Linked DNA regions of Zea mays: region 2 is linked to region 1. Evidence: chromatin contacts called from public Hi-C data. All regions are on one chromosome and are shown on one strand. The core of a region is the stretch at or near the end of the contact, and the rest is flanking DNA. Distances in the headings are between cores, read along the strand shown.

Region 1 (6,652 bases), core at 2,591-5,090:
GCATTGGAATAACCAGTAAATAATCCTTGGGCACTATTCATATGTCTCACTGACAACTACACAAAAGTCCTCCTATTTATATTTCTTCACAGCTCCAGGTCTCCGACGGTGCTCCGGTCAAACACCTGGCCGGAATCGCGTGTACTCGTCGCCGGTGACATGTTCCGACGGTGTCGAGCACATGGACTCCATCCCTGAGGCTACTCGAGCACATCCTATGGACTATTTTTATTATCCTGCCAATAACTTGTGTCTGTCCACGATAATGGCGGAGCAAGGACTCCGGCGAGCTTGTTCTGGGTTACATGAGCCGGTAGCGTTCAGTCAAATGACTCGGAAAGAACTAGTGACCTACTAGGGCTACGGTGCTTGCAAGAATTTGGACAGAGATAACCTGGGATGATCGATCGACGTGAGCAATGTCCACGACGGCGTTCCCGGGTGTCAACACGGTGTTCTCGGACCTATAGCGTGGTAGCATTCAATTGGTCGAGACTGTGAGCATCTAGAGGTCAGAGAGGTACTAAAACGAGAATAAGGGACACAAACTGACCTGGGAAAGGTTGGCCACGGCGAGATGTCTCACAACGGCGATAACGACCGTTTCAGGGGAAATCCGGTGAATTCACGCTCTGGTGGACAAGAGGGATCGACTGAGGGTGGACTGGGTTCATAACAGAGAGAGCGAAGCGAGGGAAACACTCAATTTATAGTGATCGGCCACAGGTTTCACGAATTTGGGAGAGAATGAGCTCACGACGTTGAGGGGATGAGTCACCGGAGTTCATCTACCGTGGCGCACAGGTGACCCAATGACTCAGGGGTGCCTTTCGACGACGACCACGACTACTGTGGAGCAATAATTGAAGCATAATGTGGCACAACAGAGAGAACCAAGAGATCATCGACGGCGATCCCACGGCCATAACACCGGTAAGGGGTGCTATGGCAGGCTTGCGCCAGGGCCCAACTTCACCCCAACAATCTTTTTACCCTCCACATTGATATTTCACTCGAACCGAGCACAAACCTTTGTGGCAGGCTCGGATCACGGCGTGCAGATCACCGGCGGTAAGGTTCACTGAACCTGTGATCATGTTCAGTTACTGTACAATGTCGAACTCCATCCAGGGTGCCTGACAGAGCAACTTTGGGGGTGAAATACTTCAATTTTTCAGCAAAGTTGTTCTCCTATATATAGTTTTTAACTTTTTCACAGTGATCCTGATCTAAACTTGATTGGATTAGTCATAATTTGGCTCCAAAGTTAGGCCAAGGCCACTGTTAGTCTAGATTCAGACTTCCCTTCGATTGACAGCCCGACTTCTAGGGCATTTTTCTCCAAATTTCACACAATTCTTGAGCTAAGTCACTTAATCAAATTTGGACTACTATAGTAGCTCTACAAATTTGCCATAATGACTTATAACAAATCCCTTTTGGATTAAGAGATACAAGAGCCGAAAGTTGGCTCCTTATCACTATTTTTCAGAGTTCAAAGTTAGGGTTGCTCATGCACTTTTGTAGATTACTCCAAGTTTCACCACAAAACTTGGAAATCTCAAAATATAAAAGTTGCTTAGTTTTTGTTACTCTATTACTTGATATATACACTTTTGGCAAAAGTGCAGAAAATTTGAAATCACCCCATTGGGCACTAATTAGGGTTTTTGGGCTCCAAATTAGGGTTTTGAGTGTCCTAGGGTACATTAAGTGCTTAATCTCTCTCTAAATCATTATTCTTTGAACAAATCCACCAACTTGGTAAGATCACTCCTTAGTGTTTACCACATAAAGTCACATACTTCTAGTCCTTGGAGAGAGGCACTCCAACCTAGGGTTAAGAATCTCCTTACCAGATCATATCATCACACAGACATCACATCAATGTTTTGTTTTGAGATTTTAGCCTAGTGGATGCATTCTAGGTATATCATACACAATGTAATGCTAGTGCACATGATGTCATGCCCAAGTTTTAGTTCTCGTAATACCAGAGGTGTTACATCCTCTAACCATAACAATAGCAAACAACCCTTGTACACCTAGGCCTCATCTTGTGACTATAAAAGGAGGATCCTGGGGCCTTCTACAAAAGGGGGACGCTTCACCACTCACTACTCACTCCACTCCTAATATCAGCACTAGCCTCAATCATACTCAGAGACTTGGGACTCCCTCCCTCTCTCGACTTGCTTGTATCCCCTACTACGAGCACTTAGGTGTAAGATAATACAAGTCTCCCTCCCCCGCTGGATGTAGGGCCTTCTCTTGCCTGAACCAGGATAAACCATATGTGTCTTCTTGCATCACCCATCCAAGACAAGGGCACGTAACACAAATTTACTAGTTAATTAGGACCCTTGGGTCAAAACACCGACATAGGGTGTCAATCGAAGTAGTGGATCAACTTTCACTTGGCGATGAGGACTGCATAGAGCAATTTTCTAGATCTAAGGGTATCGAATCTTGGACTCGATCAGCACCTCACTGACGAAGTAAACGGGCCTCTATACCTTGAGTATGTGGCCCTAGTTCTCTCTTTGCACCACTAGCACAATGCTGACCATCTGGGTTGTGGCTGCAACATAGAGAGGAGGGTTTCACCTGGGTCAGGCGCAACTAAGACCGACGACAAGGTTAGGAACACCTTTATCCGATTGAGGGCCTCCTGGGCTTCAACAGTCCAAGAAAAATGGTCGCTTTTTCTAAGGAGTCTGTAAAGGGGCATGCCCTTCTCTCTGAACCTAGAGACGAACTGGCTGAGCGCAGCGACACATCCGATTAGTCGCTGCACTCCGTTGAAGTTCTGGATGGGGCCCATGCATTGGATGGCCTCTATCTTGTCTTGGTTAGCTTCGATCCCACGGTCAGAGACCATGAAACCTAGGAACTTACCCTTAGGGACCTTGAAGACACACTCCTCAGGGTTCAACTTGATCTGAAACCTTCGAAGGTTGGCAAATGTCTCCTCTAGGTCGGTGATGAGGTCACCGTACTTATTGGTCTTCATAACAATGTCATCAACATAGACTTCCACGCTGCGCCTGACTTGGTCGGTGAAGTACTGGAGCATGCAACGCTGGTACATGGCCCCGACATTCTTCAATCCAAAGGGCATGGATACGTAGCTGAACGTTCTGAAGGGAGTGATGAAGGTGGTGGCATGTTGGTCGGTCGCTTTCATGGTGATCTGGTGATAGCCCGAGTAGCCATCCAGGAAGGAAAGGAGCTCGCACCCGGTGGTGGAGTCTATGATCTGGTTGATGCGTGGGAGAGGAAAATGATCTTTGGGACATGCCTTATTAAGGCTTGTGTAGTCAACACACATGCTCCAGCTCACATTCTTCTTCTTAACAAGTTTAGGATTCACAATCCACATTGGGTGGTGTATTTCTCTTACAAATCCTGTGGCTAAGAGCTTTACGACCTCCTCGTCGATGGCCTTGCGCTTTTCCAGGTCGAAGCAGCAAAGCCGCTGGGCGACTGGCCTAGCCATCGGCTGAATGTTCTACTCGTGACTGGTGAGCCGTCTTCGGGCCGGATCACATGGAAGGCTAGTGCGAATTGAGATGGGCCTTTGTGGATCGTGATACCTGCGCCAGTTGTGCGAGTGATCCGGTCCTCCACGCTCATGGCGAATTGAGAGGGATTCGCGGCCAGATTGCTCAGTCCTCAAAACGTTAATTCCGTTTTGTCGGCCCAAGATCACCACCCTCTTTGCCAACGAACGAACGAACAAGGCGCACCAAATGTCCAAACCTTAAAACCGACGGAAAGAGAAGACCCACATCTCACCGTTCACTCTCCCTCTCTCCTCCCCCTCCTCCCAGATCCCGATCCGCGGCTGCCTCCGGCGGATCCAGCCGCTTCCTCCCGCCGCAGATCCGCCGCGGCCGCCATGGAGAAGCCATGCTCTCTCCTGGTCCACTTCGACAAGGGCTCGGCCGCGATGGCGAACGAGATCAAGGCGGATCTGGAGGGCAGCGATGGCCCCGCCAAGGCCGACGCCATGCGCCGCGCCATCTCGCTCCTCCTAAACGGCGAGACGCTCCCGCAGCTCTTCATCACCATCGTCCGCTACGTGCTCCCCTCCGAGGACCACACCGTGCAGAAGCTCCTCCTCCTCTACCTCGAGATCATCGACCGCCGGGATCCGGCCGGCCGCGCCCTGCCGGAGATGATCCTCATCTGCCAGAACCTCCGCAACAACCTGCAGAGTCCCAACGAGTACATCCGCGGCGTCACGCTGCGGTTCCTCTGCAGGCTCTCCGAGCCCGAGGTGCTCGAGCCGCTCGTGCCGTCCGTGCTTGCGAACCTCGAGCACAGGCACCACTTCATCAGGAGACACGCTGTCTCCTCCGTATCCGCGATCTACCGCCTCCCGCATGGGGACCAGCTCATCCCGGACGCGCCGGAGCTCGTCGAGCGGTTCCTCGCATCTGAGCAGGACGCGTCCGCGCGGAGGAACGCATTCCTCATGCTCTGTGCATGTGCACAGGACCGCGCTGTCGCCTACCTGCTCTCAAACGCCGACCGGGTTGCTGAGTGGCCCGATCTACTGCAGATGGCCGTTGTGGATCTCATCCGCAAGGTCTGCCGATCCCAGAACCGTGCCAACAAGGGAAGGTATATCACCATCATTACCTCGCTGCTCTCCACGCCCAGCACAGCGGTTGTTTATGAATGTGCTGGCGCGCTGGTGTCACTCTCTTCAGCACCCACGGCAGTGCGAGCCGCTGCCAACACCTACTGCCAGTTGCTCTCTTCGCAGAGTGACAACAATGTGAAGCTCATTCTACTGGATCGCCTCAACGAGCTGCACACTTTGCACCGGGATGTCATGGTGGGGGTGGTAATGGATGTGCTTCGTGCACTGGCCAGCCCCAACTTAGATGTCAAGAGAAAGGTTCTTGATTTAGTTCTCGATCTGCTCACCCCGCGTAATGTTGAGGAGGTGGTGCTTTATCTCAAGAAGGAGGTGGTCAAGACGCAAGCTGGAGACCTCGAGAAGGGTGGCGAGTACCGTCAGATGCTGGTGCAGGCCATCCATGCCTGTGCTGTTGAGTACTCAGAGGTGGCTGGGTCTGTAGTACACCTCCTTATGGACTTCCTTGGAGACACCAATGTTGCTGCAGCTGTTGATGTTGTTCTGTTTGTACGTGAGATCATTGAGACCAATCCAAAGCTGCGTGTTTCCATGATCCAGAGGCTAATTGATACATTCTACCAGATTCGAGCATCCCGGGTCTGCTCATGTGCTCTCTGGATTCTTGGGGAGTACTCCCTCTCTCTATCAGAGGTTGAAAGTGCCATTGCTACCATTAAACAATGTCTTGGGGATCTACCATTCTACACTGTATCTGATGAAGGGGAGGCAACTGATTCTGCTAAGCCAGCCAAGGCAGTGGTGAACTCTGTCACTGTATCTTCCAGGCGGCCTGTTGTTCTTGCAGATGGCACTTATGCCACACAAAGCGCTGCTACTGAGACCATTTTGACTCCATCAGTTGCTCCTGGGTCATTGGCATCAACCCTGAACCTCAGATCACTCATTCTATCAGGTGATTTCTTTCTGGCTGCTGTTGTTGCATGTACCCTGGCCAAGCTTGTGCTGAGGCTGGAAGAAGTGCAGCCATCTAAGGTTGAGTCAAACAAGGCTTGCACTGGAGCATTGCTGATCATGACATCGATTCTGCAGCTGGGCCAGTCTTCTTACCTTCCCCACCCAATTGATAATGATTCATATGATAGGATTGTGCTGTGTGTGAGATTGCTTTGCAATACTGGTGATGATGTCAGGAAGATTTGGTTGCAGTCATGCAGACAGAGCTTTGCGAAAATGCTTGCTGAGAAGCAGTTCAGGGAGACAGAGGAGATGAAGGCAAAGGCACAGATCTCTCATGCCCAGCCAGATGATCTTATTGATTTTTACCACCTGAAGAGCAGGAAGGTAAGAAAAATAACTCTTGTTGCATTTTCACTTATCGAAATACCACTATTTTCTTTGTTGAACCGATATTAGTTTTAGATAATGTTGTCTCAGTAGTGCATTATAATGATGATTCCCTTAGTGCTGTTGCCAATTTGTTGATGTCACCAGAAGTAAATTTTTATTATCTAGAATATAAAATGCTACTCCATGCTGCATCTGAAAGCAATGAACTCCTTTTCATTTACTTTACAGCTAAAAAAAGTTTATAAAGGGATATTACACTAGTGATAAAAGCATCCGAATCTGTAGTTTGTGTTCCTACATCGTCTTACAAGTTACAACCTATTTTTATGTTTTTAACATTTCTATTTGGCCTTTGGTGGCCTTTAAGAGTATGTCAACTTATAGTCTATAAACAGTAACCTGTATGAAATCTCCCCACTCCCTGAATGAAATTGAAGCAATAATTTGTCACGTCCGACACACATTTATCTCTCTTCGCTTGCATTGTCGTGTCATGCAATGGTTGTTCTGTAAACAGTCTTGAACAAGGTTTTTTCATGCTCTTGTGATTTTATGGTGTGCAATGCTTGCATTGTATGGTCAATGTTTGTATGCTCGAACTTTCTGGTGTAGTTCCATTGAATTTCATGGTCTATTTTATTTGAACTTCTGGTCCATAGTTCAAGTCATGTTGATCTTTCAAGAGGTAATATA
Region 2 (6,652 bases), core at 2,940-5,439, 280 kb before region 1:
TTGGTATGTTGCTTGGGCTCCCACACCTCCAAATGACCGGTTGGGTGAAGTATATATAGGCCCCAACTCAAATATAGCCGTTGGAAAGCAGTTCTGCAGCTTTCTGCAGCGCACCGGACAGGTGCACCGGACTGTCCGGTGGTGCACCGGACATGCCATGTGTACTAGCCGTTAAAAGTAGCCGTTGGAGCTTCCGAAGATGGCGCACCTGACATGGCGCACCGGACGGTCCGGTGTGCACCGGACAACCCATGTCCGCTTGTCGTATTTTGGCCATAACTTTTAGCTCTGAACTCCGATTTCAATGATCTTGTACTTTTTGGAAAGCTTATGAAATTCTCTACATCTCAGAGTTGAAGCCATATCAGTTTGAGCAAATTTGGCATACCGGACAGGCCAGTGTGCACCAGACATCCCATATGCTACTCTAGTTTTTCAGCAATTCCGACTTCGTATTGTGGGCATAACTTTTAGCTCCGAACTCCGATTTTGATGATCTTGGACTTTTTGGAAAGCTTATAAAATTGTCTACATCTCAGAGTTGAAGCCATGTCAGTTTGAATATATTTGATGTTGTGAAACACTTTCAATTCAGTCAGCCCTTCCTCTCAACTTTATCAACTTCACTTTTGTTTTGTAGCTTTGTATCTCACTTCTACTTCTTGATGTGTTGGACTCTTAGCATATATAAAGTGTCTTCAATATTACTTTGTAATGTCTTCTATGAGTCTTATAATGTCTTCTTTGAGGTGTTGCATCCTCAGAGCCTCAGTCCAATCCACTTCGCATCCTGTGAACTACAACACACAAATACTTGGGAAATACATTAGTCCACAGGTTATGTTGATCATCAAACACCAAAACCTATTGAGCTAAATGGCCCGGGGTCATTTTCCTTACACGTGGCGTCACCCATAGTTTCCGACCTTCTCCGCGCCATCCCTGATACCCTCGAAGCTAAGCCGAGCTCTAGGGCGGGGGTTGCCGAGGAGGTCGGTCCCTCAGAGCCACTCATGGAGCCGTTCGAGGAGTACATCATCCAGCTCCTCTCTCAGGGGCTGATGGTGACCTCGTTCGCGCTGCGCCGCACCTCTTCATATTGGGAGGGTCAGCCCTGACCTAGATGTCCACCGAGGGCAACCCGTACTTCGTCCTCGATGACACCGGGAGCGGGAGATGTGGGCGGAGCTCCGGGTGATGACTCAGGTAAGGGTGGTGCCTATCTATGCTAGGAATCCTTCGCTTTTGGTGGTGTGATGATGTGAATTTCTTCTTTTGCAGGACGTCATGGCGAAATTCATGGCCAAGTTGATCTTCGTTCGCCACGAACGAGACATCTAGGTCGCGTTGCTGTGCCATCGGGCCATGCCGCTTCATGCCAACGAGCAGCTGGCGCTGAAGAGCGCCGAGATGGTAGACTTGACATCGCTGTATGGCAGACTAAAGGATGAGGCCGTGGCCGAGCACGCGAAGGTGCCCCTGCTGGCGGAGGAGGTCCGCCGCCTGAAGGCAGAGGCGGACCTGCGGCAAGAAGAGATGCGGCTGCTGAAGGGAAACCTTCAGGCGGTGGTGGCGGAGCGGGACGAGTCTCGGCGTCAGGTCGCCGAAGCTTCCCTCTGCATCGACTCCCTCTCCAAGCACCTGGAGGTTGAGCCTTGAAGGCCCGAGTGGGAGGTATTTTGTTGAAGTCTCGTTTTATTTGGTCTAATCTCTTTTTTCTGACCACGGCTCAATACTTCCGTCCTCCTTCCAAGGCTCGAGAAGGATCTAGAGACCGTTGCTCAGACTTCCCGGATGCTATCCCAGACCGTGGACCAAAAGGTGGCTGAGCTGAAGGAGATGTCCGACGCAGTGGAGGAGTTTCTTCAGGACCTCGACGTGGTGGACGTCCCCAGGGCGGGCCTCGTGGAGCCGTATGCGAGCCCTAAATGGCTACCTACATGGTGAACTCCGCGAGGCTGTTCACCTTGGGGTGAAGCGAGCGTTGGCCATGGTCGCCTCCCACTACGAGATAGATCTCGAGCTGGTGTGCGAGGGCTACGTTCTCCCCGACGAGCCTGACCTTGCCGATGCCGAGATGCGGAGGCTTGTTGGTGCCGCCGAGGGGCCAGGGTCTTCGCTGGCGCGCCACTTTGAGGCCGAGGTGGTTTCGCCCACGCCGTCGCCTACCGTCGTGCCCCCTGGTGACGCCGAGGGTGACGTCCTCCCTCCTCCGACCGCATAGGCCCGACCCCTGCCCCGCGGGGTTTTGAAAATTTGAATTTGTATAAATCGTACCGAGAACTTAATTTTTAAAGTTCTATTTGCATGGTGTGTAATTTTCCTGCTTTTTTGTGCATGTTGCTCTGTCTTACTGTGGTGTCCTCGTTAGAACGTGAATTACCTTTTAGGAAGGGAATCGTGAGTGAGGAAACCGTATCCTTGAGGCATAGGTATTCCCGCGACTCGGCTATCATTCCTAATCGGGATGTCCCTTGTTCTTGAGGGTTTCACGTTATGACTAGGGCGAGGGTACGAAACATGTTTTTTTAAAACTGCGAGAAAAAACAACACAGAGGAGGGGCTCCCCCTACTAGCCCCCGAGGGAGTCTTGTATTGAAAGCAAGGCCAATCCTCCCTTGAAAGCTATACTTTACTAATCATGAGAATAGTACAATTCAGCCATATGCCTAAGGATATAAGCGATATAGCTGTTCTATTTTCTATGCATTGCTGTAGACTTTTCCTTCCTCGTTGCAGAGCTTGCACGTCCCTGGCTTTAGCATCTTGGCGATGATGAAGGGTCCTTTCAGGGAGGAGTGAGCTTGTTACGCCCTCGGTTGTCTTGTCGTAACCGAAGTACCAAATCACACTTTTTGAGGGATTATATACGTCACCGTTCTCTAAATTTAGTATACATATACGTATATAGAGTGTTGTTGGAAACGCTCTTATAACCTAACTCTATTTCCGAAGCTAGCGGGATTGACCGCTGGCCTGATGTACGCGGGAAAAAGAATTGCCATGTACTGATGTACACAGAACGAGACAGCCCATACTCCCACGTAGGGATGGCAACGAGTCGGGTTCGGATCGGGTATGGTAAATACCCGCCCGCGACAATACCCGTGGGCATTACTTATACCCGCCCGTGACTATACCCGCGGGTAGGATTTTGTACCCGTGCCCGTACCTATCGGGTATCGGGCGGGTATCGGATACCCGCGGGTATAATTACACTTTACACAAAAAATCAAACTGCTACATAGGGACACATAACTCTTTGTTGACACTCATATATAGCTACATAAAATCACATTTGACATAGCGTTTAGACTTTACACTAATATATCATATACAAATAAATCAAACTACTACACATGTGTTGTGAGCTGGCTGTCCTTGCGACTGTTGCCGTCTGGCTGGGTGTCATCTGGCTGTTGCCTGCTGCCGTGCGGGCGTGCTCGTGCTCCTGACCGTGCGGACCAGCAAGTGCGAAATGGACCCAAGGCGACTGGGTGAGTCAGCGGCTCCAGGCTCAGTGAGACCGTTCGAGGTTGGCGGCAGTGGGTGCCTGGGCAGGTCACAGGTCGAGGGACTGAGGTGTGGCTGATCCGCCGATGGCCTGCCCTAGGTTAGAGACGGAGTGCGGCTGGCCGACTGTGCCTATGCGGGCTAGGCTAGTTGAAGTTGGGCCTACAGTTGGGCTATAATTGGCTCATATTTACATATTTTCGGATATCCACGGAGGACCCGCGGGTAAAGTACAGTATCCGAACCCGACCCGATGTTACCTCGGGTCGGGTACAGGTAAGACCCGCGGGTGAAATATTGTACCCGAAACCGAACCTGACGGGTCGGATATCCAGCGGATATCCGAACCCGCGGGTAAAATTGCCATCCCTACTCCCACGCCGGCAAACCAGAAGCAAACAAACGTCGAGACGCGCCCGGGCAACACCGTCATTTTCCTGGCCGGGAAGCGGACACCCGAAAAATTTCAAAATCCAAGTGCCCAACGGGCCGTTTTCGAACCGGACGCTGCCGGCCGTCTGATGGGAACGATCGGATGACCCCGGCGGCCGACGGTGCTTTGGAGGGAACGCGACTGGGCCGCCCGATCCGGTGCCCTAGCCCCCCCGCGCCCACTATAAAATCCGCCCCCTTTCTGGGCACTCGCTCATTTCATTTACCACACCACCTTCCTCTCCTCGCTCTCCCTATTCTGGACGGCCGACTCGCTTCTGTGAGGTAAAAATGCGGCGTGGAATCCTTGTTGCTTGCGTCTAATTCGGATTATGTTTAGTGTCCGCGTGGGGGATTTATGTCTGGTGGTAGCTGATTTCGTTTTTTAGGTTCCGTTTTGTTAGGTTTGAATTTTGGGGCTAGGTTTGCGTCGATGTATTCGCCGGTGGTGTTAGGTTTTGTTGGGTGTTGCGGTTTGCTTAGATCTGCACCACTCCAAATTTAGGTTCGGCGTTTGATTGTCAAATCATGAATCCTGTTGCCATTTCGGGATCCTAGAAGTTCTCGGTTCCTATTTCGGGATTTGGGTGTTTTGGTTTTGTTCGTAGAATTTCAGGTAGATCTCAAGCTGTTCCTCATTTCCCTGTTTTTCCCGGATTTGATTGGTTTCTGTGCTGGTGCTTGTTATTCCTCCATGGATCTGGTTCTCCACTCCTGTTTGGGAGCAATGTCCCCATCATTTTCTCGCTTCTAACCACCCTTCAGCTCCCCTCCCACCTGCAGCTACCGGCCTTAGATCCAGCCATGAGGGAGATTCTCCACATCCAGGGCGGCCAGTGCGGTAACCAGATCGGTTCCAAGTTCTGGGAGGTCGTCTGCGACGAGCATGGTATCGATCCCACCGGACGCTATGTCGGCACCTCCGACCTCCAGCTCGAGCGCGTCAATGTCTACTACAACGAGGCCTCATGCGGCCGCTTCGTGCCGCGCGCTGTGCTCATGGACCTCGAGCCTGGCACCATGGACAGCGTCCGCACCGGACCGTACGGCCAGATCTTCCGCCCCGACAACTTTGTCTTCGGACAGTCTGGCGCGGGGAACAACTGGGCCAAGGGCCACTACACAGAGGGCGCAGAGCTCATTGACTCCGTGCTTGACGTTGTCAGAAAGGAGGCTGAGAACTGCGACTGCCTCCAAGGTTCATTTCGTTTTTATCATACTGAAATGCTTGCTGTTGTTTGCCTTTTGACCTGAAAGTGTACTGTTAATTATGCTTATGTGATTGCTCTGATGTGTGTTAGATGTGATGAGAGCACTCAACTTTATGCTGTTATTACTCTTGGAAGGCACGATTATTTAGCCACAAGCATGCTTGCTTTCTATTCTACTTCTAATTGGTGGTCACTTGGTTGTTGGCCAGTATTTGCATCTGATAAGCCTTTGTATTCTATATTGTTGAATATAATTGCCCATTTATCCCTTGTCCTACGGTACTTGTAGGATTCATCATTTTAGGCCACCAGATTGTTATTTTTACTGTTAACTGCAGTCACATGGCACATGAGTTTCTTCACCAATATTGATTTGTATTAGTTTTAACTACAAATGAACTGCATCGACAAGGATTAGGTTTTCTACACATATTGTTTATAGTCTGACCCTGTTTGATTGATTTCATATATGAAAGACTTCAAAAGTGTCATGAGGGATATGTGATTGACACCCGCAATAGGTATTTTCTTATGTGATATTGGACCACACATTGCCCTTCTCTTTTGTGAGAGAACAAATTTAGGTTGTCTCTATTTGGTTTGTGCACAGGTTTACTATGATGGTAACATTCAGGTGTCCTTAGTCTCACTATTTTTCTTAACTTGCTGTAATCAGGCTTCCAAGTCTGCCATTCCCTTGGAGGAGGCACTGGATCTGGAATGGGCACGCTTCTCATTTCAAAGATCAGAGAGGAGTACCCTGATCGGATGATGCTGACATTTTCTGTCTTTCCCTCGCCCAAGGTGTCAGACACTGTTGTTGAGCCATACAATGCAACCCTGTCTGTCCATCAGTTGGTTGAGAACGCTGATGAATGCATGGTTCTTGACAACGAAGCACTTTATGACATTTGCTTCCGAACTCTGAAGCTGACGACCCCTAGCTGTAAGTTGATTTAAGCTCAAGTTTAATTTTCCTGTTTTCAAAATGTGTTATTTGCGATATGCATTGTCACAAGATTTATATTCCTATGATGGCTTTGCCACAATATATTTTTGCCCAATAATTTCATTGAGCTTTTATTTATTCGTATTGTTAGCAGATTAGATATACATGGCTGCCGAAATAAATAAAAAAACAAGCTGTCATTTGATCTGTACCAGATTTCAATCAATGATTTTGCTTATTGTTTATAGAAACCATGTTGTCATTTAGTATTTTGAAATTCTTGAATACTTCTGACATTTTGTTTCTGAACAGTTGGAGACTTGAACCACTTGATCAGTGCAACGATGAGTGGTGTCACTTGCTGCCTCCGCTTCCCAGGACAGCTTAACTCTGACCTGCGCAAGCTTGCAGTCAACCTGATCCCGTTCCCTCGGCTCCACTTCTTCATGGTTGGCTTTGCGCCACTCACCTCGCGTGGCTCGCAGCAGTACCGTGCGCTCACTGTCCCTGAGCTAACCCAGCAGATGTGGGATGCCAAGAACATGAT

What was found. Hi-C and Micro-C count contacts between places; a contact is called where the count stands out from the background.
Region 2: a Hi-C map of endosperm shows a contact between it and region 1, with 4 times the contacts expected there. The contact joins the promoter of LOC542418 here to the promoter of LOC100384840 in region 1. A contact is called at or near these places in 3 of 25 Hi-C or Micro-C datasets (bundle sheath, ear and endosperm).

The regions. Positions count from the first base shown.
Region 1 is chr3:47,875,174-47,881,825 of Zm-B73-REFERENCE-NAM-5.0, reverse strand. LOC100384840 (Retrovirus-related Pol polyprotein LINE-1) reads left to right here and starts at 3,840. Exons shown (of 4, transcript NM_001322360.1): 1 at 3,840-5,953. The coding sequence starts at 3,902.
Region 2 is chr3:48,156,965-48,163,616 of Zm-B73-REFERENCE-NAM-5.0, reverse strand. LOC542418 (beta-5 tubulin) reads left to right here and starts at 4,189. Exons shown (of 4, transcript NM_001111988.1): 1 at 4,189-4,230; 2 at 4,729-5,143; 3 at 5,833-6,102; 4 at 6,418-6,652. The coding sequence starts at 4,750.